3 separate regions of the Sus scrofa genome follow, and all the other regions are linked to region 3. The links are chromatin contacts, called in public Hi-C maps. All regions are on one chromosome and are shown on one strand. The core of a region is the stretch at or near the end of the contact, and the rest is flanking DNA. Distances in the headings are between cores, read along the strand shown.

Region 1 (2,700 bases), core at 24-2,523, 60 kb before region 3:
TCAAATTCTGTTGACAAAAATTTAGAATATCAGGCACTACCATGTTAAGTCATTTCTTCTTTACTTATTTGCTAGTGGCAAATGCATAAAGTCTGTTATTTCATGCTTTTGTTAATTGGCTTTATCTTTGGGTTCACATTATGACTCTGTGTTTTCCATTTGTTCCATCTCCCCCTTATCATCTTCTCATTTAGTATCTTTGGAAGCTTCCCTACAAATTTCAAAATGAAGATATAATTTATGGGTGTTCTGGCTTTAGAAAGGGCCCTTTTTATATAGAGTCATGAATATAACCAAGGATTTTGTCCCATAAAATCCATCAATTTTGGGAAAAAGAACTGGCATTTAATTGTCAGGGATAAAAATCCACTTTTTTCATCATGTTAATTATTGCCACAAAAAGAAACTACATTGATCAGTTTCTCAGTTTTTCACCTGAGGAAGATGTCTGAAGGAATGAGTAGTTAAAATATATACACTTTGATCAGACAAACCTGAGTTCAAATTCCTGCATTGCTACCTATTTGTAGGGTGTTAAAAATGAGGCTCTTAATTCAGTAATGGTGGAATCCTGACACTGTCTCTTCCTAGCTCTGAGACTTGGATCAGCTTATTAATTCTCTGGGCTTTGTCTTAGTGGCGAATGGGCAACATAAGTGGATATGTTTGGGAAAATTAAGTAAGGCAATATATAGCAAGTGCAAAGCCCATAAAAGCAACGCATGAGGAAAACAGGGATAAATTTTAAGAAAAGTGTATCTGGCTACAACCCTGACACCACCATACTTTTTAACTTTCATTGTACTTTATCTCATGAGTAATCAATATTTACTGTAAAAAAAACAAAAACAAAAACAAAACAAAACAAAAAAACCTGGAAAATATAGACTTTTTTTTTTTCAAAATGAGAACTGTTTCATCACTTATAGAATTATCTTCCAGAAATAATTTCTATGGAGAGTCTATGGATTAAATTCTGTGAATTGAATCCTTTCAGACTTGATCTCGAAACATCTAGGTGACATAATGTAGTCCCTGAAGGCTTCCCTTCCACCTAGGAGAGGGTGGGCCGGCTCCCTCATGGAAGAGTAGAGAAGGCCATGGGAAAATTGATTTTTACAAGATAAATCAGGAGAAAGGATCCTGAGAAGATTTGGGAGGAAATGAACTTTTTTGTTTGTTTGTTTTCACAAATGAGGAACTGTTGTGAATTCCAGGCAGGGTATTGTTTTCTGCCAGCTCTTTTTTTTGGAAGAGGCCACAGTACTAAGATGGAGTTCCTCCCAGGAAGATAACAGGCCCTGGAGGATCTCTGCTGGGTGAGTTTCAGTAAATATGATGACTCAATATTGTTTTTACTGTTAACTCCCAATGACTGAATTGGGAAGGATTGTTAAAGTATTAACTTTTTTAATAAGTTGCCTTACTTTCCCCTTGATTAGCGGAAATTTTGTGAAATATTTTTGGCTATTCTCTGTGGTCTTTAGTATCCAAAGATCTGAACAAATATTTTTGAAACATTTCTCATAAAACCTATCTGTTAACAATATTGTGTGTAATATTTATATACTGCTACCTTATTCACTGTATTTGGAATATTAATAGCATAGCTACCATCTTTGGGGTGCTCAGTTTGTGCATGAATTTTTCCAAATCCCATTTTTAAATTAAAAAAAAAAAAAAACCTGAAGCTTAGTGCAGTTAAGTAAATTGGTCAAGGTCACAGAGTTAGTGAGTAGTGGGAACAGAACTTAAGCATAGGTTTCCTGGAATCCAAAAATGGTATTCTATTCATGACAACATGTTATAGCTTATTTTGTATGTACACACATGAGCACAGACACACTCCAGACCACTCACCAGAACACAATCAAGCAACTGCTGATAAAGAAAAACGTACATAATTAGAGAAATGTTTGAATGTAGGAATGGGCTTTGCAAGGGTCCACTAGGGACAGAACACTATGGCCCTGGAATTATACTTCCATTGGGAACTTCTCCATATCTATGTAGCAAAGTTACTAATTTTAATAAGTTAATAAAATTTATTCATGGTCAAGAGTCTACACATACACACAAGTATTATATTTGCATAACCCAGAAATAGAAAGGAAAAACACCTGTGAGTATTTCACAAGTTCTGAGATGACTCCTGAAAAACCTACAGCCTCCATATTTTGGTGAAGATGATCCCAGCTAAAAACTCCAGCAATTGAAAACGTGAGTTCAAGGTCTAGATGGAAATGGAGGGAGGATGGGGTTGAAGCCAAACCCTTCCTTTTCTTCCAATTCCTTAAGGATGTAATGAACATCAAAAACAGACTTATAGAACCATAGGAAGTTTATTTCTTTTTGCCCTTATGTCCTCTCTCTGTTGAACTTCTACTAGCTTGGAATCAGGGAAGAATCTTGATTAATGAATGGAGATAAAGGCAGAAAGAGAGCTAATGTATGTTAAGCATCCACTAAAGGCCAGGCATTCACCCAGGTGGTCTCTATATCAAGTCCCTTCTCCACACCCCTGAAAAGTAGATATTACTATCACATCTTCCAGTTAAAGAAACTGAAGATCAGATAAGATAAAAAAAAAAAAAAAACTTCACTAATTTAACCCATGTATTAAATATCAGACACTTCCAAAGCCTTTCTACTGCATCAGGAAAAGAAAAAATTGGAAAAGAGAAGTCTGAATTTAACTTC
Region 2 (2,700 bases), core at 97-2,596, 50 kb after region 3:
TCTGGTAGATTCAAATGCCTCCTCTTTGGGTTTTGTCAGATGAGGGAGGTACTTTGCAGTAAATTCCTTCAGCTGACTGGTGTGTAGGTACCATCCATTCTCTTGGTACCTGTGAATCCGAGGGACATACTCACTGGAAAGTGCACCGTTGAGGAAACTCTTCTCTGCATTGTACCATCACCTTGCTGAGGGAGCTGGGAGAAACTTCAGTCAGTTCTCTGCCCTGGAACGTTTTCTCCCCTCAGGAGGACATACTTGCTTCTGATCTTAAGGACACTCGGAGGCATATCTAGCAGGGGTCTGCAGACTTCTTTGCTAAAGGACCAGTTACAAAAATATCTTTGGCTTTGCAAGCCACAGAGCCTCACTGCAGCTGCTGCTGGATCTGTAAACAAGGGGACGAGACAGTGTTCCAATAAAATTTTATTTGCAAACAAGGCTTCAACCCCTGATGTAGATGACCACGTTGTGTTGTTGCATTTCTTCCTGCAACGCTAACTACCAGAAAAGCGTGAGTTATGCTTCTAGCAAGCATGTGAGCATGCATTTTGTACACTGACATCACCCCTGCTTGCCAGTGTTCCTTTATGGACCTTCCATTTGTCTGGATTCTAGCTCCTGCTTGAATTTCTTTTGGCTCCCTCCACTACATGCCCATCTCTGGGTTGCATGAGATTTTTCTTTTTTTACAGGATGGAATGAGCAGTAAATATGTCAGTTATTTCTAATTAGAAACCAGGACTCTAGAAACCACTCTGTCTCAAAGTTCACCCTACATGGTTAAGTAGAAAGTGCCCATCACCCAGAACATGCTCCTTGAGACCCTGAGTCTGCCTGCAGGGCCACAGTAGCGCAGGCGCATGCTCCCCACCTGGGAGGCTGGGAGCACTGAGTCTGGGACTCAAGCAGCCACAAAGTTTCTTTCTTTCCTCCCTCATTGTTGTCGAGTTTCTTTTAAATGAAAACAGCCTCTTTGGTTTGCAAGCCTAAAGCTGGCAGGAAGACAAATGATTTTTTTTTTTTTTTTTTTTTTTTTTTTTACAGTATCAGACACGCGGTTTCCTGTCTCTGTTTAACTCGCTAGCAGAACATCTCAGCCAGCTGGTTCCCTCTGGACCTGTTGTGACCTTAATAACGTTGCTTCCCGCCATCCAGCAGGCGTACTCCCGGTGTGGATCACGTGCCTGGGGTGTTTTATGGACTCAGCTGGGTTTCTGAGATGGGGAGGGCTTGGATGTGCTGGCCTCTTTCTCTCAAATCTCATTTTGTGTGTTTTGCTCCAGCCTCCGGCAGCTGCCTTCGTAAGGGAAGCTCTGGGTTCTTGCGTGTAAGAAATCAGCAGAATGATGGTGCTGTTGGTGTGTGGCCTTTGAACTGTGCTCTCACAGCTCAAAATAGCTGGCTCACCACTTGTGCCTTTTTGTTTCTAAAGAAACATGCCAGATTTACTTTCTGGTCTCATTGCAAAAGAAAAAAAAAAAGTGTGGCAATACGGAGGAGAAAAGTTGTTAGAAGAGGAAGAAAATTGCGGATTAAAAGTCACCCATCTCATTCTGGGGAATAGAAATCAGTTATTTGAGGGGATGACTCAGGACTGAAGGAGCCTTGGGTGGAGAATGAGTTAGGTTAGAAGCATCCTCTGCATCTGGGAACTTGGCCCGTGTCTGGCCAAGGAAATAATAAAGATCATACATGCTGGAGGGCTCTGACTCAGCCGAGTGAAGCTTAGCATGCATTTCTAGTGTCTTCAGGCAAAGCAACTGGTTTTTGTGGATTTTTATTTTCCCTAAGCAACAAAGTAAACAAAGATGTTCTGAGGCCAGATGTGGTTGCCGGCTGTGAATATTTCTACCCTTGAACCTCACTCTGACGTGAATCGCAGTAGTGTGGGATCCATTAAGGACACAGTCTGTTTCGAATCCCATCCCCTGGATGTGAGTAGCCAATAAAACAGTTGGACCAGTGAGGCTGGCGTTGCTGCCAGGCTGTGGTCAGCCATCTCTCATCTCACAGCTGCCTCCTTGTGTTCTGTAAACAACACACAGATGGGTGACAGCAAAAAGGGTCCAGGAGACTGTTTGCTACTTGACAAGTACCTCAGTGTCCCACCAGTGGAAAAACACCTGGGAGCTAACTAACCTCTGGGAAACTGACCCTTGTTTCCGCCCGTCCTGAACTCCAAGGCTTGTATTTACCTCCAGTTGGACGTCTGGCTCACTTGCTTCTGGAAAACCTTTTCTGATCCTCAGATAACTCTTGCATGCAGCTAAAATAGCAATGTTTCCAGCAATAATTATGCCTTCAAAACTAATTTATTGAAGTATAGTTGATTTACATTCACAATGTGTTAGTTTCAGGTGTACAACACAGTGACTCAGAATATATATATATATATATAATATGAAATTATTTCTCATGTTCTTTTCCATTATGGTTTATCGCAGGATACTGAATAGAGTTCCCTGTGCTCTACAGTAGGACCTTGTTGTTTATGCATCCGATATATGCTAGTTTGCCTCTTCTAACCCTAAACTCCTAGTCCTTCCCTCTCCCACCCAGTCCTCTCCCTTGGCAACCACAAGTCTGTTCTCTATTTCTGTGAGTCTATTTCTGTTTTATAGATAAGTTTATCTGCCATATTTTAGATTTCACACATTATTAACTTTTAAAGAAATCAAATTTGCATCTCTATTTAAATAT
Region 3 (2,700 bases), core at 97-2,596:
AAAGAGCTAGGAAGTAGTCTTTTCCTAAAAGACACATTCAGAGGCAGCTGCAGGGCTGGGTGGAACAATGGTGACAAGACTTAAGGCTCCAGGATCAAGCAGAAGAACGTAGATTGATAGGGAAGATTTCAGGGGTTGGGTTTCCAGGGAGAGTTAGTTGCCTTTATTCTACGTAAGCCTGGCCACCTGCCTCTGCAAACAAGTTTTCTCTCAGATAAAGGAGTTTATTGTGAAAGGTCTCCTGATGGGAACGCTGTACTTGGAAGGCTGAAAGTAGGGTGAGCATATAAGTCATTATCCAACTGAGACACATGGGAACAAGAAAAGGGTTCTATTAATAATTTAGTTTTGGAACAGATGTACATCAGAATGGTTTGGGGCAAACCTGGTCAACCTAGCAAGTAGGGAAAGTTTAAAGTTGGTCCTGTTCTGCTACCACCAATGTCCCCCTTTTCAGGGGACAGACTCAGGGTTCTCTCCTGTCACAGAGCATTAGAAGGCAAGACCTGGCACTTAGCTGAGTCCCAGGCCACTATTTTCACACTTTCTGCCATACCTGACACACAATGAAGGTAACATTTTCCACTGTTACCACTCTGTGATGTCTTACCATGTACAATTACACACTGAGTCACCCCCAGGAAAAAAAGGCGGTTCAAAATGGGAGATATCATCCAAGAGCTTATCAAAATGCTGTCTCTTAGAGGAACTGAGGCAGAATCCGCATTTTAACGAGACTTTCAGGGAGTCCATAAGTACATTAAACTTGGAGACAAAGTTTTGGACTTTCTCCTTCAGTAACAAACATGTATCACAATGTGACAGTGTAGGCATACATAATTGAAACAAAAGTTTAAGGAGACAATACTCTTCTATTTGAAAACCAAAAACGTGCTCACAACTCAGGTTTCAGCACCCACTGCTGGGTTGCCCCTGGGAGTTTGAAAACTCCGTTCTAAAGCACTGAAGAACAAACTCAAAAAGGGTAGTGGGGAGGGGAGAATGCTTCGCAGGGGTGCTTTGGAAAGGGTTCATGCTTTCTGCGTTCAGTGACTTTCTGTAACCCTTGCACTAGGTCGCTCCACAGTAGGTCCTCGAGCGAGGAACCGGCAACAGCAGCGAGGGGTAGCTCAAAGTCTGCCAGAGCCCCGGAGGGGCAGTCCCGGGGACGTGATTGGCAGCTGCGAGGGAGGGCGAGGGCCGGGAGCCGGGCCGGGGGAGCAGGCTCCGGGGCGGCGAGAGGTCCTGCCCAGCTGTTGGCGAGGAGTTTCCTGTTTCCCCCGCAGCGCCAGGGAGAAGTCGTGAGTCACTCGCGCGCCCGGCCCGACGACACCCCGCGCGCGCACCCGCCGGCCGGGCCGGCCTCCCGCGCACCCCCTCGGCCGCCCGGGCCCCTGCGCCTCGCCCGCTGCTACCCCTGCGCGCGCCGGGCGGCGCCACATCTGGCCGCACCGCTGCCGGCGCCCGGCGCGGGTCCGGAGGGCGCGGGTGGAGGCGCAGCGGGCGCGCTCGGGCCGGTCTATGCCGAGCGGCGGGGGCTGCCATGGGCCGGGGGCTGCTCGGGGGCCTGTGGCCGCTGCACGTCGTCCTGTGGACGCGCATCGCCAGCACGATCCCGCCGCACGTTCCCAAGTCGGGTGAGTGGCCCCTACCCGGTCTCGGCGCTGGGGTCCCCGGGTCCCCACCGGGTTGCGCTTGACAGTGGCCCGGGCTGCGAGCGCGGGCGGAAGCCGGGACGTGTCCCCGATCCCCGCGGCCCGGCGCCCCGCGCGGGGACGTGTGCGTTTTTCTTTTCCAAAAACCCGGAGAGTGGCCGTGGCGGGGGGCGCGGGGCGCACCCGGCCCCCTTTGTGCGGGAAGGAAGGGCGCCGTGCCGGCAGTCCTGGCCGCCCCCACCCCCGGAAAGGGAAGTTTGAGAAGTTGGTGATCGGCAGAGTCAGGACGCGGCCCGGGCGGCCTCTGAGCAGCGGGCACACCTGGTTCCCGGCCCAGGATCGCTTAGCAGCCCCTAAAGGGCAGGACACCCCATCCTCAGCTCCTGGCAAAGGCCACATGCCCCTACGTCGGCTGGCTTCTTGGCCTGGAGTTACTGAAAAAAAGTTTCAAGAAAAGGAGCGTTGGCAAAAGAAAGTTTTCTGGCTCCACTGCTGGCTTGGAGTGGATGGGGCAGGGAGTGGGGGTTGTCAGGTGGAAGACAGAGTATTTACCGAGTGCCTGCTAGGTACTGGTGCTTGGTGCTGCGTGCTAGGTGCTGGAGATGTTGCCTGAACCGAACAACCCCGCCTTCCAGGTTTAGAGGTTCATTACGTTTGGTGGAAAGGAAGGGTTAAAATCCTAAATCCCCTACCCACCTGATCTTGATCTCTAGAGAGTTTTGAGGAGAGAAAAAATGCAAGAATTGCGTTCTTACTGATTTATTATGGAAAGTACCAAACCTCTGAGACCTTAAACGTTAGAAATTTTGTACCTCTGATCTACAGAACTGAGGAGCTGCATCTAGGGTCTGGTAACTGAGTCTTTGGACCTTTCTGGGCCTCAGTCTCTGCATCTGTGAAATGATGTGGTTAGACTTGGATCATTTTCCGTTCCTTTCATCTTTAATACCTAATGTCTCTCTTTTGCCCTTTGGTGACCTGGAGATGCACTGTATAGATTTGGAATAACTTGTAGAAGATCTGACAGCCCCTGTGGCTCTAAGGC

The links. Hi-C and Micro-C count contacts between places; a contact is called where the count stands out from the background.
Region 1: a contact with region 3 is called in a Hi-C map of retroperitoneal adipose tissue, with 1.5 times the contacts expected there. The contact joins the enhancer-like site here to the promoter of TGFBR2 in region 3. A contact is called at or near these places in 2 of 5 promoter capture datasets (fetal skeletal muscle and liver), 6 of 47 Hi-C or Micro-C datasets (embryonic fibroblasts, heart right ventricle, liver and 2 more) and 1 of 2 datasets of contacts at active chromatin or transcription factors (skeletal muscle).
Region 2: a contact with region 3 is called in a Hi-C map of embryonic fibroblasts, with 2.1 times the contacts expected there. The contact joins the enhancer-like site here to the promoter of TGFBR2 in region 3. A contact is called at or near these places in 1 of 5 promoter capture datasets (liver), 13 of 47 Hi-C or Micro-C datasets (alveolar macrophages, blood, embryonic fibroblasts and 6 more) and 2 of 2 datasets of contacts at active chromatin or transcription factors (alveolar macrophages and skeletal muscle).

The regions. Positions count from the first base shown.
Region 1 is chr13:16,722,673-16,725,372 of Sscrofa11.1, forward strand. No RefSeq gene overlaps it. Among named protein-coding and RNA genes, the nearest start is that of TGFBR2, 60 kb to the right of the region's middle. Within about 2 kb of position 1,274, at least 17 of the 83 cell types and tissues checked have an H3K27ac peak or open chromatin away from gene starts, as enhancers often do. A contact at or near this core is called in retroperitoneal adipose tissue, where this site is marked.
Region 2 is chr13:16,833,150-16,835,849 of Sscrofa11.1, forward strand. All of the region lies in intron 3 of TGFBR2 (TGF-beta receptor type-2), which reads left to right. Among named protein-coding and RNA genes, the nearest start is that of TGFBR2, 50 kb to the left of the region's middle. Within about 2 kb of position 1,347, at least 53 of the 83 cell types and tissues checked have an H3K27ac peak or open chromatin away from gene starts, as enhancers often do. A contact at or near this core is called in alveolar macrophages, embryonic fibroblasts, liver and 4 more, where this site is marked.
Region 3 is chr13:16,783,024-16,785,723 of Sscrofa11.1, forward strand. It overlaps TGFBR2 (TGF-beta receptor type-2), which reads left to right and starts at 1,347. Exons shown (of 7, transcript XM_021071493.1): 1 at 1,347-1,637. The coding sequence starts at 1,544.